2 separate regions of the Bos taurus genome follow, and region 2 is linked to region 1. Evidence: chromatin contacts called from public Hi-C data. All regions are on one chromosome and are shown on one strand. The core of a region is the stretch at or near the end of the contact, and the rest is flanking DNA. Distances in the headings are between cores, read along the strand shown. Region 1 holds the start of CBX7 (chromobox 7). Region 2 holds the start of LOC132345358.

Region 1 (4,938 bases), core at 1,336-3,835:
GACATTTCTGAAGCCAAGATGCTGGGTCTTCACCGCTGAATGCCAGGAGAGGCCAGAAGCAGGGGAGCAGAGGCTCCAACCAGAAGATGGAGCACAACTCTGAAGAGAAGCTGGCACCCACCTTGACCCTCATATGCTCCAAATCCCTCAGCTGGCAGAGAGAAAACTGAGGCCTAGAGAAGAGGACGATTTAATCAAGGTCAGCTGGCCAATTACTAGAGCAGCTGGAGTGAAAAGTGAGGCAGGAGAGCGGGGAAAAGGCAGATGAAAGGATGTTCAGGTAGGCAGACAGACACACACACAAAGGAGCCTTACTTTGGGGGCCATCCTTTCCACTTGACCAAGTATTCAACTTTACCCTGGGGAGAAAGAGAGAAGGAGACAGTGAGATACACAGATGCCCCTAGGACCACTTGCAGGGCTGAAGGCCCAATCCCCTCTGCACACAGAAGTCCCCCAACACATATACACAAGACCCCCATCAACCAGAGATTCTCAATCTTTGGCTGCTCCATGTCCATCCCAGACCATCCTCCCTGCGAGAGCACAGGAGTGCACTGGGCCTTCCCTACACACCTCAGGGGTACCTGCGGTACAAGCTTGGAGCCCATGTCACGTGTGGGAACGTGCATGGCCAAAGATCCAGTGTCCAGTGTGCCAGAGCAAAGACCAGAATGCTCTTTTTTTAAATTAGAAGACTCTCCAAGTCCTAGAAAACTCCTCTTTGGGGAGTCCCCCAGGCCTCTAGCCCCATCAGCCCCATCCCTGTGAGACAGTGCCTCTGGCCCAGAGTGGACAGGCTAGTGACTCCAAGACTCTCAACTTACTCTCAAGTCAAAAGACCCTGGCAGGGCCCCAGAGAAGGCAGACAGTCCTCACCGTGAGAAAGGGTGCTTATCCCTCCCTCCAGGAGTGAGAAAATAAGAGCCAAGTTCCTCCCTTCCGCACAGGTGACAGGGGCCTTCCCAATCTGACAGGTGATACCCCTCCACACTAGAACTTTAAGACCAAGATAATGTCATCTCCTCAAAGAGGCCTGCCCTGGCCACCCTCCCTCCCACCTCATAGTTCTCTTTCTGTGTGGCACACAACCCCAGTGGAAAGCATCTGTTTACTTCCTCTTTTGCTGCCTGTCTCCTCTACCAGAATGCCAGCTCTGCAAAGGCTGGAGCTCCCTCCCCTGGCACTTAGACTGGTGCCTAGTATATAAGAGGTCCTCAGAATTTTGAATGAATGTGAAAGGAACAATGCTCCTCACTCTCTGGCACTACGGGCCCCATGTAGAAAGGGATAATTAATGTACGTGCTTAGGCTACACTGCATAGAAAGCACTGGGTTTTGAGGAACAAATTCAAATTGAGGAAACCCTAAGGGAAGGGAGGAGGAGAAGGGGCAGCCCCGACATGAAGACAAAATTCAACCCCATTGGAGTTGGGGGAAGAAAAGAAAAGGTCATGGCCTACCTTAACCCCGTTACCTTTAGCCCAAGATACCAGGGCTGAGTTTTCTCCCTTTAAAGATGAGTCGGCAATGAGCCAACTTGAGGTCCTGCTCTGCACTCATCTCTTACTGTTTGACCTTGATCAGGTCGCTTCCCTAGCCCGGGCCTCAGTTTGTGCCTCCGTCAAATGGGAGGAGGTCAACTCCCGCCCTGCCGTTACAGCCTCCCTAGGGGCGACAGGGAGGAGATAAAAGGACAGTGGTTTTAAGTGTTGGGACAGGGAATTTCCCCAAAGCCTTCCAGTCCCAACTTCCAGCCTGGGGCCAGACTACTTTGCAAACCTGTGCACCGGAAATGGGCACGGCCAAAGTCCAGGCCCGAGGCGCGGGGACCGAACCCAGCAGAACAGATGCCTCCTTAAATCGCTGGGTGTACGTTTGGGAGGCGAAGGCAAAGGGGGAGGAGCTTTGAGGATGCCGAAGCGCCGTAGGCGGCTTCACTGAGCCGTCGGGCGGGGCTGGGAGTCGGGGAGGGGAAGACTGAGGGGGTGTGCACTGAAGTGGGGGAGAGACGCGGAGGTTGGGGTGTGGAGGCGATCGGAAAAGGTCGAAGTCCAGCAGTTAAACTTAAGAGGCGGGAGGAGGCTTTTCCAAAGCTCCGCCTCCAACTTCAAAGGACTTGGCACCAAGAGTACAGAGTCCTGAGTTCGAGACCCAGATCCGATGCGAACACACGAGGCAAGCCGTTTCTTCAACTTGGGCCTCAGTCTCCCCATATTTAATGAGAGGAGGGTGAGAACGGATAGCGTTTGGGGTCCCTCCAGTCCGATCCTAATCTCCAGCTCTGGCTGGCTCAGCTGCCCCCAGCATCCTGGGGCGACAACTTTTAATTCTACTCTCCCTACAAGGTGGCGGGGGAAACTGAGGCACGGGCTGGGGATACGGGCCCGGCAGCGCGGGGCTGCCTGGGTGCCCCCGCCCCCACTTTCTCCCTGGCCTCCAGGGTAGAGGGGACAGTACTGGGGACAGAAGGGGACCCCATAGGGGTCCTGGGAGCCGCCCCCCGGGCAGCCTCACCTTCCGCACGCGCTTCTTCCGGATGCTCTCTACGGCGAACACCTGCTCGCCGATGGCTGACAGCTCCATGCGGGGCGGCGGGCGAGCGGGCCCGGGGCCGGGCCGGGCCGGGGGCGGAGCTGCGGGGCCGCGGCTGCGGCGCGCGATGCTCGGGCCGGCGGGGTCCCCGTCACCCTCGCCCGGGCGCGCACGCGCACGCGCACGCGCGCACACCCCCTCGCGCTCCCTCACGCCGCCGACGTTCCATTTTTGAACCTGCGCAACGTTTTCCTCGGCGCGAGCGAGCCCGCGGGCGAGCGCGCCGGGCGGGGGCGAGGGCGGGGCGGGGCGGGGCGGAGCGGGGGCTCGGCTCTCGTCTAGCCGGCCACGCCCCTCCATGGCTCCGCCCCCGCTCGGGCCCGCCCCCTCTGGAGGTCCGCCCCCGGGCCTCGCGCGCGGCGTGTCTCTTTCCAAAGCTGGCGGCCCGCGGGACTTATTTGGCGCGGGCTCCGCTAGGCGAGGGTTGTTGGACGTGATGTTAATACCCAGGAGTGTTTTCTAAAGTCCTCCCGGTGACTCTGAGGGTCTGGAAACGGCCTGGCCCCGGTTGGGCATATGAGGGCCTGGGGGAGAGCGGGGAGGCCATTTGCCTCGCCTCTCACAAAGAATAGACGAGATCGCGGCGCAGACCCTCGGGCGTCAGGAGGGCGGGGACGGCCAAGGTTTCCCAACCTGTCAGGGCGTCTCAGTACCGCGGTCTCTCTGGATCCGGGCTCGGGAGCTGTGTGGTTTGCCAGTCTTGAGCAGGCGCCTCCGCGTCCATCCTTAACGTCTGTCTGTCCGTCCGGGCGGTTGTGCTGAGACGCCCGGTCCCCACGCGGCCGCTGCCTCAAGGGCCCCCGCTAGGCAATACTTGGCGGCAGGTATGGCCGCGGCGAATCTAAGGTGTGCAGCGGAACGGATTTTGACGCCACGCAGCCCCAAGTCCCCAGTCACACGCACTTGACACTCTGCACGTAGTAGGTGTTCGACTCTGTGGAATGAATGGATCTTGAGATCTCAAACAAATCCATTCATTATCCCCATCCACTCTAACACGGTTCTGTCTGTACTACGGCGCCAGCTTTCCGTCCTCACCAGGAACCCGAGTCATCCGTGCCCCTTGGGTTCCCAACCGCCTGCCTGCATTTACCCCCCAAATCCTGCCTTTCTGATCTCCTCCCATCCACACCCCTTGTCCTTTCTCTGGACTACAGCAACCAATGCCCTCCGAGCCGAGTCCACAGTGTCAGAATGAGCTTTCTAAAATGCAGATCTGACTGGATCACTCTAGTGCTTTAAAACCTTCCATAGCTCCCTGTGCCCCTCAGAATAAAGTCCAGACGCCTCTGCCTGGCGTCCTGGGTAGAAAAAGAGAAAAGAAAAAGAAATTATTTTGCACGGACTTTTTATAAGGAGCAACGGAAGCCCGAGGCAGTAGAATGATACATCCAAAGCACTGAAAGAAAATAACCATCATTTTAGAAACTGAGTGAAATTTTATTTCAAGATTTATGTACCCACTGAAAATGTCTTTCCAGAACAAGGGGAAATCATAACATTTACAAATACAAAAACTAAGACTTTGCCAGTAGCAGACCCTCCCTAAAGGAAATTCCAACGGAAGAACTTCAGGCTGGAGGAAGATGATCACAGACAGAGGTCTGATGCAACAGAGAATAAAGAACAATGAAGAACGTTGATAATACAATAACAATGTCTTCTGGATAAAAATAGAGTTAAAATACACAACAATGGCATAGAACTTGGGTGAATGGATTAAAGTGTTCCAAGATCTTTCTATTCCTCAGGAGGAAAACGAAAATAGATAGCAAATATACTTAAACTCTGATGAGTTAAGACTGTAAGTTGTCATTAACAGGGTAAACAGAAAGAATGGAAATGCAGTATATAGTATTTAGCCAAATTATTAGAGGGGAAACAGAATGAGAAAATCAATCAATCCTAAAACAGCAAGAATGGAGAGAAAAATACAAGATAGGTGGGACAAATAAATAACAGTTATAAATTCAAATGTACTATAAAACAATGCAAGTGGACTAAATGTTGTAGTTAAAATACAAGATTACCAGGCAGGATAAAAATCCAACTACCTGTAATTTACAAGAGACATCCACAAGAAACATTTCCAAAACAAGGACACTGAAAGGGTGAAAGGAAATGCATGGTAAAAAAAAAAAAAAAAAATTCTTATAATACAAAGGCTAATAAAAGAAGACTGGTGCAGTTACTTTAGTATCAGAAAAAAATCACTAGAGATAAAGAAGGTCACTTCATAGTGAAAATGGTCCAACTGACCAGAAAGAAAGAACAATTTCAAATTCATACGTAAATACCATAGTCTTAAAATATAAAAAAACAAAGAAGAGAACTATACAGAGA
Region 2 (4,938 bases), core at 1,047-3,546, 140 kb after region 1:
CGCCTTTTGCACTCGTCGCTGATATGCTCAGCAAAGATGGTCTTAAAGGTCCGGAGGCCTCGGGGTGTTTCCACGTAGCCCACGATGCCCACAATCACCATGGGCGGAGTCTCCACGATGGTCACAGCCTCCACCACTTCCTTCTTGTTCACCTCTGCAAATAAAGTAGGTGGTCAAAGCTGAGTGGACTAGCGAGTCCCCACACGCACCCTTCCAGGCCAGCAATCTGCTTCACAGGACGGGTCTGCAGAAGTCTGCACCTCTCAGGCCTGTCCTCACTGCAGACTGTTCAGCTGGCGCGCAGATATTTTCAACTCAATGAAAACCATCTGGACCCTACTCAACCACATAAGTCTGGCTCCAGCTCTGGTCTGTTGCAGCCATCTCTAGAGACAAATTCCTTATTGCTTTCAGAATACAAGAATACTAAGTATAGTAAGGCAGTAACACTAGAGCCCAGAAACCGTTTTAACTGTCTAACACTATCTGTTTCAGTCATCAGTGCTACATGTTCTAGTCACTTTTCTACTTCAATTTCCCAGGGAAAAAATACTGCAATGTGCTGCCATTTCCTTTTCCAGGAATCTTACCGACCCAGGGGTCTCCTGCTTAGCAGGCAGGTTCTTTTACCACTGAGCCAGCGGGGGAACCTTTCTGTTCTTTGGCTCTTAACAAATTTACTCACCACGCTCCTTGACTTCATTACACCCCTCTGCCCAGAACAATGCCAGTCACCTGAACTCCGGAATACTAATCAATCCTAAAATATATTTCCATTCTGAAGTCCAGAAGTTCTGTTGATCTCGCCAAAGCCTGCTCCATTCTGACTGCTTGGCCCCATCTAGTCAACTCCAGCTCTCCCATCAGCTAGAAAGATGCAGCATGTACTTACTGGACCCTGGCCTATCGACCTCCCTCACAATGTGGGTCATGCCAGCCTTGTAGCCAAGAAAGGCAGTGAGGTGCACAGGCTTGGAAGAGTCATCCTTGGGGAAGCTCTTCACCTTCCCGCGGTGCCGGCTGCTGCGCTTCCGAGGCAGGAAGCCCAGGGACCCATGCCTGGGAGCAGAGAACTTCCTGTGAGACTAAGAGAAATAGAAGAACATTAGCACCTTCTGAGGAGCTTTGTTCCCAGAGGCCTAGGTTTTAGGAGGATTTCAAGCAATGACGACTCCATGCCAGCAACCCAGGTAAGATATCTACATTCAGAATTGTTTAATTATTCGTAATCACACATCCAAAAGGTATTACTCAGTCAAACTTGAACATTTACTTCAACCCCTCAACCCCTCACCTTGTAACTTAAAAACAAACCATCCCCCTTTTCCTCTTTAAGAAGACACACACACAGCAGAGAGTCGCATTAAGGATCGCTTAACAAGCCTTACACTCAAGACTCTGATCATCATTATTGCCATTTTGCCCAGGGACTCCTTGTCAAAGGGCTGGGTGGTGGACAATGGTACTGAAGGATTCCCCATGCTCCCAACGGGAGCCAAACCGGAAAATGGTGGCCACTAGAATTTGACAGAGCCAAATCAGAACATGACAATCAGCACAGTGTCTCTGTCCGCCCGTCAGTAAGTTCATCATTTCTGGTTTCTGACAACTCTAGAGGCCAAAGGAGTTGTACCAACGTTCCCAGACGTTTCAGAATGAGGCCTCAACAACCCCTGTCCCGAATACCCTCTCCAGCCTGCCGGCCTGGATTTCTGAACCTCTTTAACACTAGAGCCAAACAATCGCACACAAGGTCCTCCTGCCAAAGGGCTCACGACTTGGATCTCAAATGCTGAGATAAAAATCTAGGAATAGTCCATGGTTTGAAAACCGTCGGGCCCAGGCCCCACAAGCCAAGGCCTCTAGCCAGCCGACAGGCAGGCCCCAAACCACCCTCAAGTCCCGGACGTTTTCAGGAAATAGACCTGGCCGCGGGTTCCGCTGAGTGCCCCGTGATATTACAGCAGAACCCCGGCGCCGGGTGAACCGAGATGGCGGGGATGTGCCGCGGATTCAGCCCTGCCACCACGACAAAGAGGAAGCCGCCATGACACTACATACCATGCTGCCGTCGGAAGCTGCCGGTAGAGGTCGGCCCGCTAGCCGCGCGAGATATATAAATCCTAGTCTGGCTCCGCCCCTTCCGGCGTGCGAGCGCGCACCCGCGGCAGACGTCGGGTCGCGGGGCCGACGCTGGACTCCATTTCCGCGCATGCTCGTTCTCGCCTTGCTTGCGTTCCGACCAGGGCGTCAGTTTGGTAGGTGGGATTTAGAGGTCCTACGGCGAGCGGCTGGGATCACACTTCCTGAAAATTCTAGGACGCGCCGGCGGAATATCAAAATACTATCGCCCTACAAGCGTTGGACAGTAGCCAACTTTTGAGGAAACGTTGAAACGCGCTATTACGGTGAAGGAAAAGGGTCAGTCACTTCTGGAATTGAATAACCCTATTGGGGCTTCAGTTCCAAAGCGTTTTCTCACGTGGTATATCATTTCCGTCCGGCACTCTAGATCATCGATGTTGCCATTTTGCAGGCATGTCGAAGTGGAATCAGTTGCACAGCCCCCACCAACTCAAAGTTGGAGAGAAAAGACTGAGCCCCTGGTTTTCCTGGTTCCCAACTCAGAGGCGCTTCCCGACACCAGCTTGCCTTTAATGCGTGCTAATTTGGGGTTTCCCCTCCCTCTAACTCCATCTAGGCCATTTCTCCCAGTATCGGGCTGCGGGGACTGGCGCTTGATTCTAAAGGTCTGAGGCGGAGAAACCCTCACCAGCTGCCGGGTGTCACGAAGCCTGGCTCTCCCTGCCTCCCAGATCCTCTGCATGAAGGACCCTCGCTGATCTCTGCCTGGGCTCGTGGTCACCTAGGAGTCTCCTAGTTGCTCTCCCTGCCGCCAGGCTTGTCCATCCAGATTATTATCTTTTGGTTACTTCCCGTGCCCTTCCCCATCCCCACTCCTAGTTATTTCCTCTGGTTTAAGGCTTAACTCCTGAGCCTGCAAGCCAAGAATCTGCCCTAACTAGCTGCTCCAGCCTCTTTTCTGTGGGTGAACACACACACACACTTTTCCACTTTCCACCTCCATCCCACCCTGTTCTGTTCTTTGATTCTGGGCCTGGCCATTGCTCACACCGTTATTAAGAAAGCGTTCTCATTTAACCTTCACTCCATCCCTCAGTGGCAGTGTTGAGAGTCCTCAGCCCCTTATTGGAAATCTTTGGGGCCAGATCTGTTTCCAAATTCAGCATTTTTCATGTTTTAGATAATATCATGCAATATGGTGCACATACTGTATATTATGTAATCCTCCCTAAGCTCTTTAATGAAACACATTAATTCTGTAAAGAGACATGAATATTCACATGGAGTGGAATAAATAGCCCCACAGTTCAAGGCTAACTTTGCTGCCTAAAAAATTCAGATTACTTTCGTTTTTGCCACCAACTGACTTAAGTTTTTTCATAATTCAATTTACAGCAATATGGATGGACCTAGAGAGTATCATACTGAGTGAAGACAGAAAAAGACAAATACTGTGATATCACTCATGGAATCTAAAATATGATACGAATGAACTTATTTACCAAACAGAAGCAGACTCACATAGAAGACAAAGGTATGCTTACCAAAGAGAAAAAGGGTTAGGGAAGGAATGAATTGGGAGATTGGGATTAGATACAAATTTCTGTATATAAAATAGAGAAACAAGGTCCTACTATATGCCACAGGGAACTATATTCAATATCCTATAATAAACCATAGTGGAAAAGAATATGAAAAAGAATATATGACCAAATCACTCTCCTTTATACCAGAAACTTAACATTATAAATAACAACTTTTTATTTCAGAATGGCAGACAAGGAATTATGGCCCACACTGTCCCTTTTTATAGAGAAAACTAAGTTCAGGCCAAAAAGGAATAATTTGGCAAAAGTCATACAATTAAGAAAGGACAGAGCTCAAGCCTGATTCTAGGTTAGGTTTTCATGACATCAGACTCAGGGTTCAGTCGCCTCTTCACTGGAAAAGGAGCTCCGGGGTCCTGAGTCACTCATTCGCTCAATAAGAAATTCTTCCTGAAGTCTTGCTGCATGTCAGATGCTGCACCAGGCTGTGGGAATGACACAAAAGGGAAGGGGGCAGGGCACAACCTTTGAAAGAATGACAAATCCCAAGGACACCACGTACTGATTAAAACCAAGTAGGTCCAAAACAACAGACTAGTCCGCTTCCACTAGACCTTGAGCCTCAGTGTACGCTCACTGGAACACATCAGCAAGCTACCGGCACACTGGCCAGTTCCGAGCCAGCCATCAAAGATGAGAAAGGGGCACTGGCCCAGTTCCAGCCTGGCCTTTCGCATGCTGTACTTACTCTGCATATAAGTTAAATTTACAGTGTGGCAATATACAGTCTTGCCATACTCCTTTCCCATTTTGAACCAGTCTGTTGTTTCATGTCCGGTTCTAACTGTTGCTTCTTTTCTTTTTTTTCTAACTGTTGCTTCTTGACCTGCATACAGGTTTCTCAGGAGAGAGAAGTAAGGTGGTCTGGTATTCCCATCTTTTAAGAATTTTTCACAGTTTGTTGTGATCCACACAGTCAAAGTCTTCAGCATAGTCATTGAAGCAGAAGCAGATTTTTTCTGGAATTCCCTTGTTTTTTCTGTGATCCAACAGATGTTGGCAATTTGATCTCTGGTTCCTCTGTCTTTTCTAAATCCAGCTTGTACATCTGAAAGTTTTTGGTTCATGTACTGTGGAAGCTTAGCTTGAAGGATTTTGAGCATGACCTTGTTAGCATGTGAAATGAGTGCAGTTGTACAGTAATTTGAACATTCTTTGGTGTTGCCTTTCTTTGGGATTGGAATGAAAATTGACCTTTTCCAGTTTTGTGGTCTCTGCTGAGTTTTCCGAATTTGCTGATATATTG

The links. Hi-C and Micro-C count contacts between places; a contact is called where the count stands out from the background.
Region 2: a Hi-C map of skeletal muscle shows a contact between it and region 1, with 5 times the contacts expected there. The contact joins the promoter of LOC132345358 here to the promoter of CBX7 in region 1. A contact is called at or near these places in 2 of 11 Hi-C or Micro-C datasets (blood and skeletal muscle).

The regions. Positions count from the first base shown.
Region 1 is chr5:110,606,273-110,611,210 of ARS-UCD2.0, forward strand. CBX7 (chromobox 7) reads right to left here and starts at 2,586. Exons shown (of 6, transcript NM_001192618.1): 1 at 2,518-2,586; 2 at 316-359. The coding sequence starts at 2,586.
Region 2 is chr5:110,749,987-110,754,924 of ARS-UCD2.0, forward strand. It overlaps LOC132345358, which reads left to right and starts at 2,297. Exons shown (of 3, transcript XM_059887165.1): 1 at 2,297-2,421; 2 at 3,481-3,619. It overlaps RPL3 (ribosomal protein L3), which reads right to left and starts at 2,081. Exons shown (of 10, transcript NM_174715.1): 1 at 2,062-2,081; 2 at 893-1,085; 3 at 1-154. The coding sequence starts at 2,064. It overlaps LOC112446859 (small nucleolar RNA SNORD43), which reads right to left and starts at 1,598; the gene lies at 1,535-1,598.